Linked DNA regions of Mus musculus: region 1 is linked to region 2. The links are chromatin contacts, called in public Hi-C maps. All regions are on one chromosome and are shown on one strand. Each heading gives the region's core, a stretch centred on a gene start, on an enhancer-like site or on the middle of the called end of the contact. The rest is flanking DNA. Distances are from core to core; before and after follow the strand shown.

Region 1 (5,347 bases), core at 219-2,718, 74 kb before region 2:
CTCCACTCGGCACTGTGCAGGCTGGAATGCTGAGTCCTTGGCTACTCATGGTCTTTCTACCTTCCTATCCTCCTCCCACTCCTACTTAGGGGGATCTTAAACTATACTGAAAGTTTCATTTCCTAGGTTTCAAAAATACGTGAGTCCTGGGCATGGCGGGGTACACTTTTAATCCCAGCTCAAAGAGACAAGGCAAGAGGAGCTCTGTGAGTTCAAGACCAGCCTGTTCTACATAGTGAGAAACAAACAAACAAACAAAAACAGCAAAATGACAAAAAAATAAAAATTATAAGTAACAGAAAACATATTTTAATAGGCAAGTGGATAAAGATGGAGAGGGCTAGAGAGATGGCTCAGGAGTTGAGTACTGGCTGTTCTTCCAGAGACTCCAAGTTCAATTCCCAGCACCCACATGGCGGCTCACAACCATCTGTAACTGTAGTCTGTAGCCTCTGATCCCTTCTGATGTGAGGATGTATATGCAGACAAAACACCCATAGACATAAAACAAATAATCCCAGCACTCAGGAGGCAGAGGCGGGTGGATCTCTGAGTTCAAGGCCAGCCTGGTCTACAGAGCAAGTACCAGTACAGCTAGGAAACTGTCTCAAAAAACAAAAACATTAAAAAAAAAAAAAGATAGGACAGATCCTTTAACTCCTTTGTTTATTGATGTTCTGGGGATAATCATAGTTATGTAACAACACAATATTATCTGGTGAATATTGAATATTTAAATCACTCACAACCCAAAGATTACATAGGTACATAGACTATGTTCCAAGTATATGTCTCTATATATGTATTATGTATGTATATTTATTTGTGTGTGTGTGTGTGTGTGTGTGTGTGTGTGTGTGTGTGTGTGTGTATGTGTGAATGGCATGGAGACCTGGGACAGATATAGTAAGACTTTTGACAGTCAATTCCATTCTACAATTGCTTGATAGGAAGCTGTGCTTGCCGGATTGAAGGTTCCAAATTTGGAATCTGGAATCTGGTTGCTAATTATTCTCCCACTAATCTTCCCAAGCTCTTGCATGAGTAGATAAAGCCTGGTAATTCCTTTACTCTCCGCATCTGGTGGAAGGCAATGGTTGGCTGCAAGGTTACATAATGAGTGCATAGCTGAGATGGGATTACAGCCACCCCTGTAGCCCAGAGAATCAGCTCCTTTATGCTAACTGCTCTTAGTCGAAGGGTAATACTGATTTTATTTTTGAGACATTTCTCATTAATAGTCCAGGCTGGCCTAGTGCCTGCTATGTAACCCAGGCTAGCCTCAATTCAGGATCCTACTCCTGCAGTTGCATCCTCTTTTTTATTTGGTGCCAGTTACTCTTTATTTGTGTGTGTGTGTGTGTATGTGTGTGTGTGTGTTTTGTGCCTTTGCACAGAGGTCAGAGGACACTTGGAGGCACTTTGTCCTTTCCTTCCACCATGTGGAACCTGGAGATCCAATCAGGTCGTCAGACTTGGCAGCAGGTCCCTTTACTGACTGAGGCATCTCACTGACCCCATGGTACATGAGCAGAGCTAAAGGCAGTTTGCTCTCTCCATTCACCTTGTGAGTCTCGGGGATTGAACTCAGGTCCTCAGGCTTGGCAGCAAGCACCCTTACCTGCTGAGTCATTCTGCAGGCCACTGAAGAGAATAGCTGCATTTCCGAGGTATAGATAAGGCTGAAGCCAGGCGTGATAATGAACCCTGCAATCCCAGACTCAACGAGGAGACAGGTGGAATCTGAGGGAGCCTGGGCACCATAGCCAGTCAGAGTAACACAGTGAAGACGGTCTCAACTACTGATGGACAGCCCAGAACCTGCCAAATGGTGCCTGCCCCAGAACTGCTCTAGTTGTGAGCTTCGTTTTTGATGCTAACTAAACAAAAACCTAATTCTGAAAGGCAATACCAGACGTTCTTTTATAAAATATTTGATTATTCATGACTTTTTATTTTTGCGAGATTGTTCTCTATATAGCCCAGGTTGGCCTAGAACCTGCTATATAGCCCAGGCTGGCTGCAGACTCATGATCTCCTGCCTTCTCCTTTGGAACACCAGAGTTGCAGGCATGCTGCTGCCAGGTTCCCTGCCTGGGAGTCTCTGTGGCTCTGACCCAGTCTAGGCACAGCCATTCCCTCATAACCTGAAGACATGGCCATCAGCGACATGTCACAGAACACAAGCCAAAGTGGCAAACACGCAGGATGGCCTCATGTCTTTTACAGATGTCAAGGGCTCTACACACATCTGGAAGTTCAGGCATGGCCCTTGAGAACCGCGTACTCACGCGCTCCAGGAGGCAGACTGCGGCAGGATTGCCCCGGAAAGCTGTCGCAGTGAACGCATCTGCTATGAAGATTGGGAGCTTCATTTTCCTCGCTGGCTCTGTCTGAGGGCTCCCTGCCCTGCTCGGAGCCCGTTTCACTTCCAGCTGTTAAGAAGAAGAAAAAGTTAATGTTTTACTCCATGTATAGACGTAGTTAATAGTTACCAGATAGAAAGTCATTGACTCCAACATACTTTGCACCTCAAGATGTGCACACCCCGACTTTTCAAAGCCTCTGCATTTAATTTGTTTTAAAATACTAACTGAAATGAAACAGTTTTAACCTTTGGCTATTTGCCCCTCTACCCCAACAGAACTCCCCAACATAATCACCCTCTGTCCCAGAGTAGCTGACACTAGCTGTGACAGTGACTTTAATAAAATTCATGAGACATCTGAGAGGCACGTGTTTTACAGTCTTCCCACATAGACTGTGTGTGTGTGTGTGTGTGTGTGTGTGTGTTGAGGATTAAAACTAGGGACTCAGCCAGATTTGTGGTACATGCCTATAATCTCAGCACTGGGGAGGCAGTGGCAGGCAGATCTCTGTGAGTTTGAGAAACCCTGTATTGGAACCCCTGCTCCCCCCCCCAAATGGAACAAAAACAAACAATCAAACAAAAAAACCCTCCCCAAAAAAACAGGGACTCTATCTTGCTAAGCAAAAGTTTACACCTCACAAAGTTCCCTATTTTTTTTTTTCTCTAAGAACTGTGGGGAACACGTTTTCTAACCAGGCTGCACACACTGGCCTGAGACACTTGGACCCGAGTAAGTCCTCTGCCTCATAATATCCTCCAGTACCCAGCTCTGGCTTTGAATGTGTTTTTAATGAAATTCATCACTGAAGAATACAATTCTGCCCTTCAGTGCTTGTTTTCTTAAGATTTCTAGAAATGCTGTATTGCTTCTCAAACCAAGAGAGTCCTTTAAAGGCTTAGGTCTCAAAGGGTCTGTCCAATAAGCTGTCTTACACTGTGCAATAAGATGTCACCAGCCCTCCACCCACAGCATACCCAACTTCTCTTCCTCAAAGCACTTGGGTTGCGTTTTGGCTCAGGGATCCCCAGAACTGCCTGTCAGGACAGTTCCATTCCCTTTGCCAGATGGCCAGCCTTCATGACTTCCTACAACTAATGGCGACAAGTCTCAACTAGGGAAAGATTTGGGGAGAGAGTTTTGTTCTCTGATTAACAGGAGCTGAGAGAACAGGCCACCCATCCTTTTTCTCGGAGCTGAACGTAGCTTTGATGCTGGCAATGCAGCAGCCTGATCAGTACACTGTGATTAGCTAAAAGATAGAAAGCTCGGAGACTAGCTCTGGGGGAAAAGGTGTGCTTTCTGATGCTGTAGTTAACCTGCTGGATGCCCCTTATGTGTTCCTACCTTTAAACTTCTCACCTAATACAGAGTAAAAGCCTCAAAGTTTGAAGCCATTGTTAGTACAGAAACAGCCAGAATAATGACTCCAAAGTTGTCTACATTGTAACTCCCAAGAACTCATAAGTATGTTTTGTTACCAGTGAGAGAGAATTAGGTTCAATCAGCTTATTATTCTGGATTAGCAAACCCCAGTAAGAGATATGTGTGTGTATGCATAGATGTATATATGTGTATATATAACATAACATATATGAATATGTGTGTGTATATATACATATATATATACACACACATATACGTATATGTATGTATATATGTATATGTATGTATATGTATGTGTGTGTGTGTGTGTATATATATATATATATATCATTACTGGAGATTGAACTCCAGGGCTTCAGGCAGGCAAGGCAAGTACTCTATCGCTAAGCTAAATCCCAAGCCAACAAGTATCTTTAATGGTAGATGTTGTTGTTGTTGTTGTTGTAAAAACAGGGTTTCTCTATGTAGTCCCGGCTGTCCTGGAACTCATTCTGTAGGCCAATGTGGCCTCAAACTCACAAAATCCACCTGTCTCTACCTCTTGAGTGCTGGGACTAAAGGTGTACACCACCACCATCCAGCTTTAATGGTGGATCTTTTTTGTGTTTTTGTTTTTGTTTTTGTTTTTGTTTTTTTGAGGCAGGGTTTCTCTGTATAGCCCTGGCTTTCCTGGAACTCACTTTGTAGACCAGGCTGGTCTCGAACTCAGAAATCCACCTGCCACTGCCTCCTGAGTGCTGGGATTAAAGGCGTGCACCACCACACCCAGCTTTAATGGTGGATCTTTAATGTGTGTATATATGATGGTATTCTTGGTTGTCAATCTGACAATTTGACTATATCTGAAATTAACTAAAACCTAAGTGGTTGGGTATACCTATGAGGGATATTTTTTTGTCTTTTTTTTTTTTAATTTAAGCAGCTATTAAAAGCCTTTTCCAGTATAAATTCTAGTGTTGTATCTGAGCATGGCAGTGTGTGTCTACAGTTCTAGCTTGGCTCTGATGTGGAGCCTGAGCCAAGAGGATTTGCTTACACCCAGGAGCTTAAAGGCAGCCTGGCCGACACAGTGAAATGCCATCTCAAGGAAAAGAGAATGTCCCTGTATTATCGAATCAGGACGTTAAGGGTGCAGCTCCTGTAAACAGTACCTTAGTTTGTTCCTTCTGAATGCAGTTAGACCCTGAAAGGCATTTATTCATATCCTATGCCCTATATGGAGGAGATAAAATATTAGGATTAAAATGTGATGGAGCCGGGCATGGTGGCACATGCCTTTAATCCCAGCACTTGGGAGGCAGAGGCAGGCGGATTTCTGAGTTCGAGGCCAGCCTGGTCTACAAAGTGAGTTCCAGGACAGCCAGAGCCATACAGAGAAACCCTGTCTCAAAAAAAAACCAAAAAATAAAAAATAAAAATAAAATGTGATGGAACTAATATTACACATTAAAACCTAACATAGCACATGTGTGTGTGTGTGTGTGTGTGTGTGTGTGTGTGTCTGTATCTTGCTTGCTCTGGGAAGCAGAGGAAAGCAGATAGTTCTCTATGAGTTTAAAGCCACCCTGATCTGCGTAGCAAGTTCTAGAGAG
Region 2 (5,957 bases), core at 3,303-5,802:
GAGTGAAAAAATGTAAACAAAACAAAACCCTGAAAGTGTCTGTGAATCTGAAGAGTTTCTTGTGTTAAAAATGCCCCAAATGTGGTAAAAGTGATTCCCGAAATGAGGAGGGAAGTCAAATGTGATTCCACGGGTGACAGAACATAATTCAACCTCTTATTTGCTTTTGTTTTTCCATACAGGGTTTCTCTGTGTAGACCTGGATGGTCTTGAACTTTGAGATCCACCTGCCTCTGCCTCTCAGCTCTAAGTTAAAGCTGTGCACCGCCAGCATCCAGCATGAGTCAGCCTTACAAACCAAATCCTCATGCATGCTATAGTATAGATAAGCGCATGTGCAGTAAGCCAGGTACAGAGAACTCAGGGACAGAGGAACAGTGGCTACCAGGGTAAGGAGTAGACAGCTAGTCACAATGAGCATGTTTCTAACGCATCCTTTCAACAGCCTTGTTTCACAGTTCTATACACATACAAATGGTTAAAATGGCCAGGCATGGGGCACACATCTGCAATCCCAGCTTCTTTTTTTTTTTTTTTTTTTAATTTATTTATTACATGTAAGTACACTGTAGCTGCCTTCAGACACTCCAGAAAAGGGAGTCAGATCTCATTACGGGTGGTTGTGAGGCACCATGTGGTTGCTGGGATTTGAACTTCGGACCTTCGGAAAAGCTGTCGGGTGCTCTTACCCACTGAGCCATCTCACCAGCCCGCAATCCCAGCTTCTAAGTGGTACACATGGGAGGCTGGCTCAAGAGTTAGTTACAAAGTGAGCTTAAGATACATCTAAGCTATAGATCCTAAGCTATAGAATTCAGAAATCCGCCTGCCTCTGCCTCTGCCTCTGCCTCTGCCTCTGCCTCTGCCTCTGCCTCTGCCTCTGCCTCCCAAGTGCTGGGATTAAAGGCGTGCGCCACCACTGCCCGGCTAACAACTGTTTTAAGAGAGAAGGAGCTAGAGTGTAGCTATACTGGTGAGGTGCTTGCCTGGCTAGCAATGAAACCCAAGGCCTTGGATTTTAGCGTTGATCACGTGAGGCCGGAAGGGAAGGAGGGAGGGAGATCTGTCAGCAGCAGATAGTGAACTTACAGTTCCATCCTCATTACTCCTAACAAAGGACACCAGGATGAGACTCTTGTCCCTTCCTTGGTATTTGTCTACTGTGTTAACCTCAACCATCCCAACAGAAGACCGGGCCAGTAAGTCGCTGATGATCCGCAGCTGCTGTCGGTACGGGGCGATGACGCCAATGTCTGAGGGGCTGCAGCCTGCCTGCGGGGAAGACGAACGGGATTTAAGTGCCGCATCCTGATCTCTAAGTTCTTTAAGCTCAACATTACTTTTTTTGCCCCAACTTTTAAAACATTTTAAGTTTTCACCTTTTGCAGGTGTATGTGGTTGGTACCGTGTTCAAGTGTGTTTGGGAGTCTGTATGTGAGCGGGGTTGCCCGAGGATGTGGAGGCCAGAGTTCTGACCTTACAGGCAGGCCATCACATACATATGTCTGACATTTATATGGGTGCTGGGGATTTGAACTCAGATCCTTATGCAGGCAGAGACAAATCCACTGTGTTCTCTCAGCCCTTCAACTTTCTGCTGTTGCATTCAATCAAGGTTTGTAGTGTGTAGTTTCTACCACCCCACTTTAAGCTCTGGGGCGGACCGTGCTACCAGCCCCCCTGCCCAGGAGTCACCTCAGATCCACGTGTGAACACACACACACACACACACACACACACACACGTTTAAGTTTGTTTTAGCTCAACGGCCGGGCTCTTCTCAGCCTCTTGGCTAGCCTGCCCTCTCTTCGACCCCAGCAGCATCTCTGAGTCTGCCCTCAGCTCAGTTGCCTCAAGGAAGCAGCCAAAGGCCACTCCACCTGAGATCTCACATAGCTCGTGGCTTTCTCCCTCTGAAGCATGGCGAATCGTTTTCCTCCTGTGTCAGCTACCCTGCAGGAAACTAGAAATCCTGCCTCTTCCTCCCAGCCATCGGCTGCTAACATCTTTACTGATTGATCACCAATTGGGGAACAGAACCTTCAGCATTGTTCCCAATGACAGCATCAGAACCATGCCCTACAGAGGTTCTAATGACCCCACACACTCAGGACGCTACACAGTGATACTAAGGGGAAACTTCAATTGCTACCAGAAAAAGAATTGCATGTCACTGGGCCTGGTGGCACAACCTTTATTCCCAGCGCTCTGGAAGCAGAGGGAGGTAGACCTCTATGAGTTCTAGGCCAGTCTGGGCTACAGGAGAGCCAGATATATATAGACCCTGTCACAACATACAACAAAAAATTCTTAAGTTTTCTTTCTTTTCTTTTCTTTTCTTTCTTTCTTTTTTTTTTTTTTTTTTTTTTTGGTTTTTCGAGACAGGGTTTCTCTGTGTGGCCCTGGCTGTCCTGGAACTCACTTTGTAGACCAGGCTAGCCTCGAACTCAGAAATCTGCCTGCCTCTGCCTCCCAAGTGCTGGGATTAAAGGCATGCGCCACCACGCCCGGCCTTAAGTTTTCTGATTGTGGCTTTTAGAGTCTGTCTTTCTGTCTTTCTTTCTTTCTTTCTTTCTTTCTTTCTTTCTTTCTTTCTTTCTTTCTTTCTTAGTCTTTCCTTCCTTCCTTCCTTCCTTCCTTCCTTCCTTCTTTCTTTCTTTCTTTTTTTTTTAAGATTTACTTATTTTTTATTTATATGGTACACTGCCACTGTCTTCAGACACACCAGAAGAGGGCATCTGATCCCATTAAAGATGGTTTTGAGTAACCATGTGGTTGCTGAGACGTGAACTCAGGACCTCTGGAAGAGCAGTCAGTGCTTTTAACCACTGAGCCATCTCTCCAGCCAGTCCTTTTTGTTTGTTTGGTTGGTTGGTTGGTTTTTGGTTTTTCGAGACAGGGTTTCTCTGTGTAGCTCTGGCTGTCCTGGAACTCACTCTGTAGACCAGGCTGGCCTCGAACTCAGAAATCTGCCTGCCTCTGCCTCCCAGGTTCTGGGTATAAAGGCGTGCGCCACCACGCTCGGCCCGCTTTTAGAGTCTTAAGATTTGGGTTTTAGATCCTGTGAGCTGGAGTTAGAGGTGTTTGTGAAGTGTCTAACACAAATGACAAAAACTGAATTCCAGTTCTTTCTAAGATACCAGACCTTAACCACTGAGCCATGTTTCTAGATCCTGACCCTCCTTATCTCAATGAACAAGTTTTAACACCAGATCTTCTGTTCCTTAAGTGTCTAACGATATTTAACAAAACAGTCAATAATTTCTCTGCATGCAGAGCGACTAACCTGGACACCCCTGCATTACCTTTATAAAAGTTGAGGTTAGGAAGACAATGAGTCTGGCTTCTGTGACATTGCTAACACCACCATTTTCAACTTGCTCTGGAGCTGGGACCTAGGCAGAGAACCGTGAGTCAGTGATGCGATCTGTCAAGTTCAAGCAGCAGGGGGTTACAAAGGCCTGCCGACTAGGGTCTGGAGATAAGTGGGAAGCAGTCTGAAATAATATACAGGGGCATGCGCGTGCATACACACAGACACACGCACCCACCGCGGACATGCGCTGCACAGGCAGAGTTTATTTCCAGAGAAGCACATGACGACGCATAAAAAGCACTCCACACCTCTGGCTGGCTCTCACACGCCTCACTGTTGTCTGTCTCTGATCCTCCTAATTCCATCCTTCCTAATTACCCCAACCTTAAGAAGTTAACCCTGGGGCTGGTGAGATGGCTCAGTGGGTAAGAGCACCCGACTGCTCTTCCGAAGGTCCAGAGTTCAAATCCCAGCAACCACATGGTGGCTCACAACCATCCGTAACGAGATCTGACTCCCTCTTCTGGAGTATCTAAAGACAGCTACAATGTACTTACATATAATAAATAAATCCTTAAAAAAAGAAAAAAAGAAGTTAACCCTGACATGTTGTCAACCTATAGAACAAAGACCCCAAGAGACTGTAGCCAGGAGGTGCCATAACGCACAACTTTAGTAGCTCACTTGTGAGGCACAGGCAAGGATCATAGATCTCAGAGTCTGAGGCTGGCCAGGGGAGAACCAGGACAGACAGACAGGACTGTGGTGCTGCGCTGAGGTGTGGACGTACGTACGTATGTACGTACGTGAGCATGTACTAAACTTGGTTCTAAGCAATCAGGTCAAAAAGGTACAGTAAGCTGAGAAATTTAAATACTAAGACAAATATTTTAAAAGAACTGAAAATGTTCTTCACTCTGCCCTTACCTTGTCTGTGTTAAGGAAACACACGGGATTGTCTGGCTCTAACACTCCAGCCAGCCAGGGGCTGTCAGAGTAGTCGGCATAAAGCTGGAGGCTCAGCCTTGCGTCCTTGAGGTTGGGCAGGGCTAGCACTGCGTTGGCCACTCGGTCTGACCCACACTCCAGTTTCCCTGCGTATGTGAGCTTGTTGCTCAGGGACATAATCTTCCTGGAAGAGTCAGAGAACAGAGAACACCACCTGGGTTTGAATGGGGACGGAGAAGGAGCAGCCAGGCACCCAGGGCTGGCGGGCTGCACACACCTGTTCATTCGGTATTGCACGGTCAGCTGCACCACAGCGCTCTCGTTCCGCTCCAGCCTCTTGAACAAGCTCTCGCTCATGCCCAGAGCTCTGCCAACAAACCATATCATAAACACACCGAAGCGTCCCTTGAAAAGAATCCAACTCCTTTTTTACCTTTAGCTACCGATCCAGAGATGTGCATCTGCTTTGCCTGCCCACCGTGATGATCCAGTGGAGGCCAGAGGTCAACTTTCTTTAGTGACCCTCTCCTTCTGCCACCTTAACTGAGGCTCCAGGGATCAAACTTGCTCCTCAGGCTTGGGAAGGGCTTTTCCTGCTGCGCAATCTCACTGGTTCTCAAAAATACAGCTTAAAATAAAAACTTGCTCTTTTTTTTTTTTTTTTTTTGAGACAGGGGTCAAATCGAACCCACAAACTTGAAAGGTAGCACTGGATGGCCTTGAACTTCTGACCCTCCAGCATCGATCTCCCAAGTGCTGGAAATCTGTGCACTAGGCTTGGGTCATGCACCACTGGAACGGACCCAAGGCTCCGTGCACGGCAGGCAAACACATTGAGAGCTGAGCCGCATTTCCTACAGTTAAAGCTTCAGTACTGGGTGGTGACACGGGTCTGCCGTCCCAGCTCGCTAGACGCCTGAGGTGGGAGCCTGAGGCAGAAAAGATGCTTCAAGCCTGGATAATATGGCAGAATCCATCTATTAAAACCAAACCAAGGGCTGGAGAGATGGCTCAGTGGTTAACACTGCTCTTCCGAAGGTCCTGAGTTCAAATCCCAACAACCACATGGTGGCTCACAATCATCCGTAATGAGATCTGACGCCCTCTTCTGGAGTGTCTGAAGACAGCTACAGTATGCATACATATAATAAATAAAATAAATCTTTAAAAAACAAAACTGAAACCTGGGTGAGGGCACACAGGTTGGGAGGCAGAAGCAGGCAGATCTCTGGTCTACAAAGTAAGTTCCAGACCAGCTGGGGATACACAGCAAGACTCTGTCTCAGAAACAAAACAAACACTAAAATGAAATGTCTACAGCCCACTGTTATCAACTGAACATAGTGAGAAGAGAGAACAAATATCAAAGGAAGAATTTCCTCCATCAAACTGGCATATAGGAATGTCCAAGGGGCGTTTTGTGATTGTTCTCTGATGCAGGAGCAGGGCCGAGCCCACTGTCCCAATGCTGGACAGAGGCCTGGGAGCGAGCCAGTCGGCAGTGCTCCCTGTGAGCCTGGGAGCGAGGCAGTCGGCAGTGCTTCCCGTGAGCCTCTGCTGCAGTTCCTGACTTCACTTCCCCCAGTGGTGAACTATAATCTATAAGCCAAATAAAATCTTTCCCTCCCCCAGGACGGTTTTGATCAGTGCCTGACACAACAACGGGACACAGACAAGAGCATCTACCCACCTT

What was found. Hi-C and Micro-C count contacts between places; a contact is called where the count stands out from the background.
Region 1: a Hi-C map of liver shows a contact between it and region 2, with 2.7 times the contacts expected there. The contact joins two enhancer-like sites. A contact is called at or near these places in 8 of 39 promoter capture datasets (cranial neural crest, embryonic stem cells, hippocampal neurons and 3 more), 3 of 484 Hi-C or Micro-C datasets (cortical neurons and liver), 1 of 115 datasets of contacts at active chromatin or transcription factors (embryonic stem cells) and 3 of 9 other capture datasets (adipose tissue, liver and pancreatic islet).

What each region holds. Positions count from the first base shown.
Region 1 is chr10:63,036,177-63,041,523 of GRCm38.p6, reverse strand. Pbld2 (phenazine biosynthesis-like protein domain containing 2) reads right to left here. Exons shown (of 10, transcript NM_026085.2): 2 at 2,292-2,435. The coding sequence starts at 2,375. Among named protein-coding and RNA genes, the nearest start is that of Pbld2, 14 kb to the right of the region's middle. Within about 2 kb of position 1,468, at least 6 of the 459 cell types and tissues checked have an H3K27ac peak or open chromatin away from gene starts, as enhancers often do. A contact at or near this core is called in liver, where this site is marked.
Region 2 is chr10:62,965,091-62,971,047 of GRCm38.p6, reverse strand. Dna2 (DNA replication helicase/nuclease 2) reads right to left here. Exons shown (of 21, transcript NM_177372.3): 15 at 5,955-5,957; 16 at 4,542-4,631; 17 at 4,244-4,448; 18 at 3,306-3,395; 19 at 1,090-1,272. Among named protein-coding and RNA genes, the nearest start is that of Rufy2, 12 kb to the left of the region's middle. Within about 2 kb of position 4,552, at least 6 of the 459 cell types and tissues checked have an H3K27ac peak or open chromatin away from gene starts, as enhancers often do. A contact at or near this core is called in liver, where this site is marked.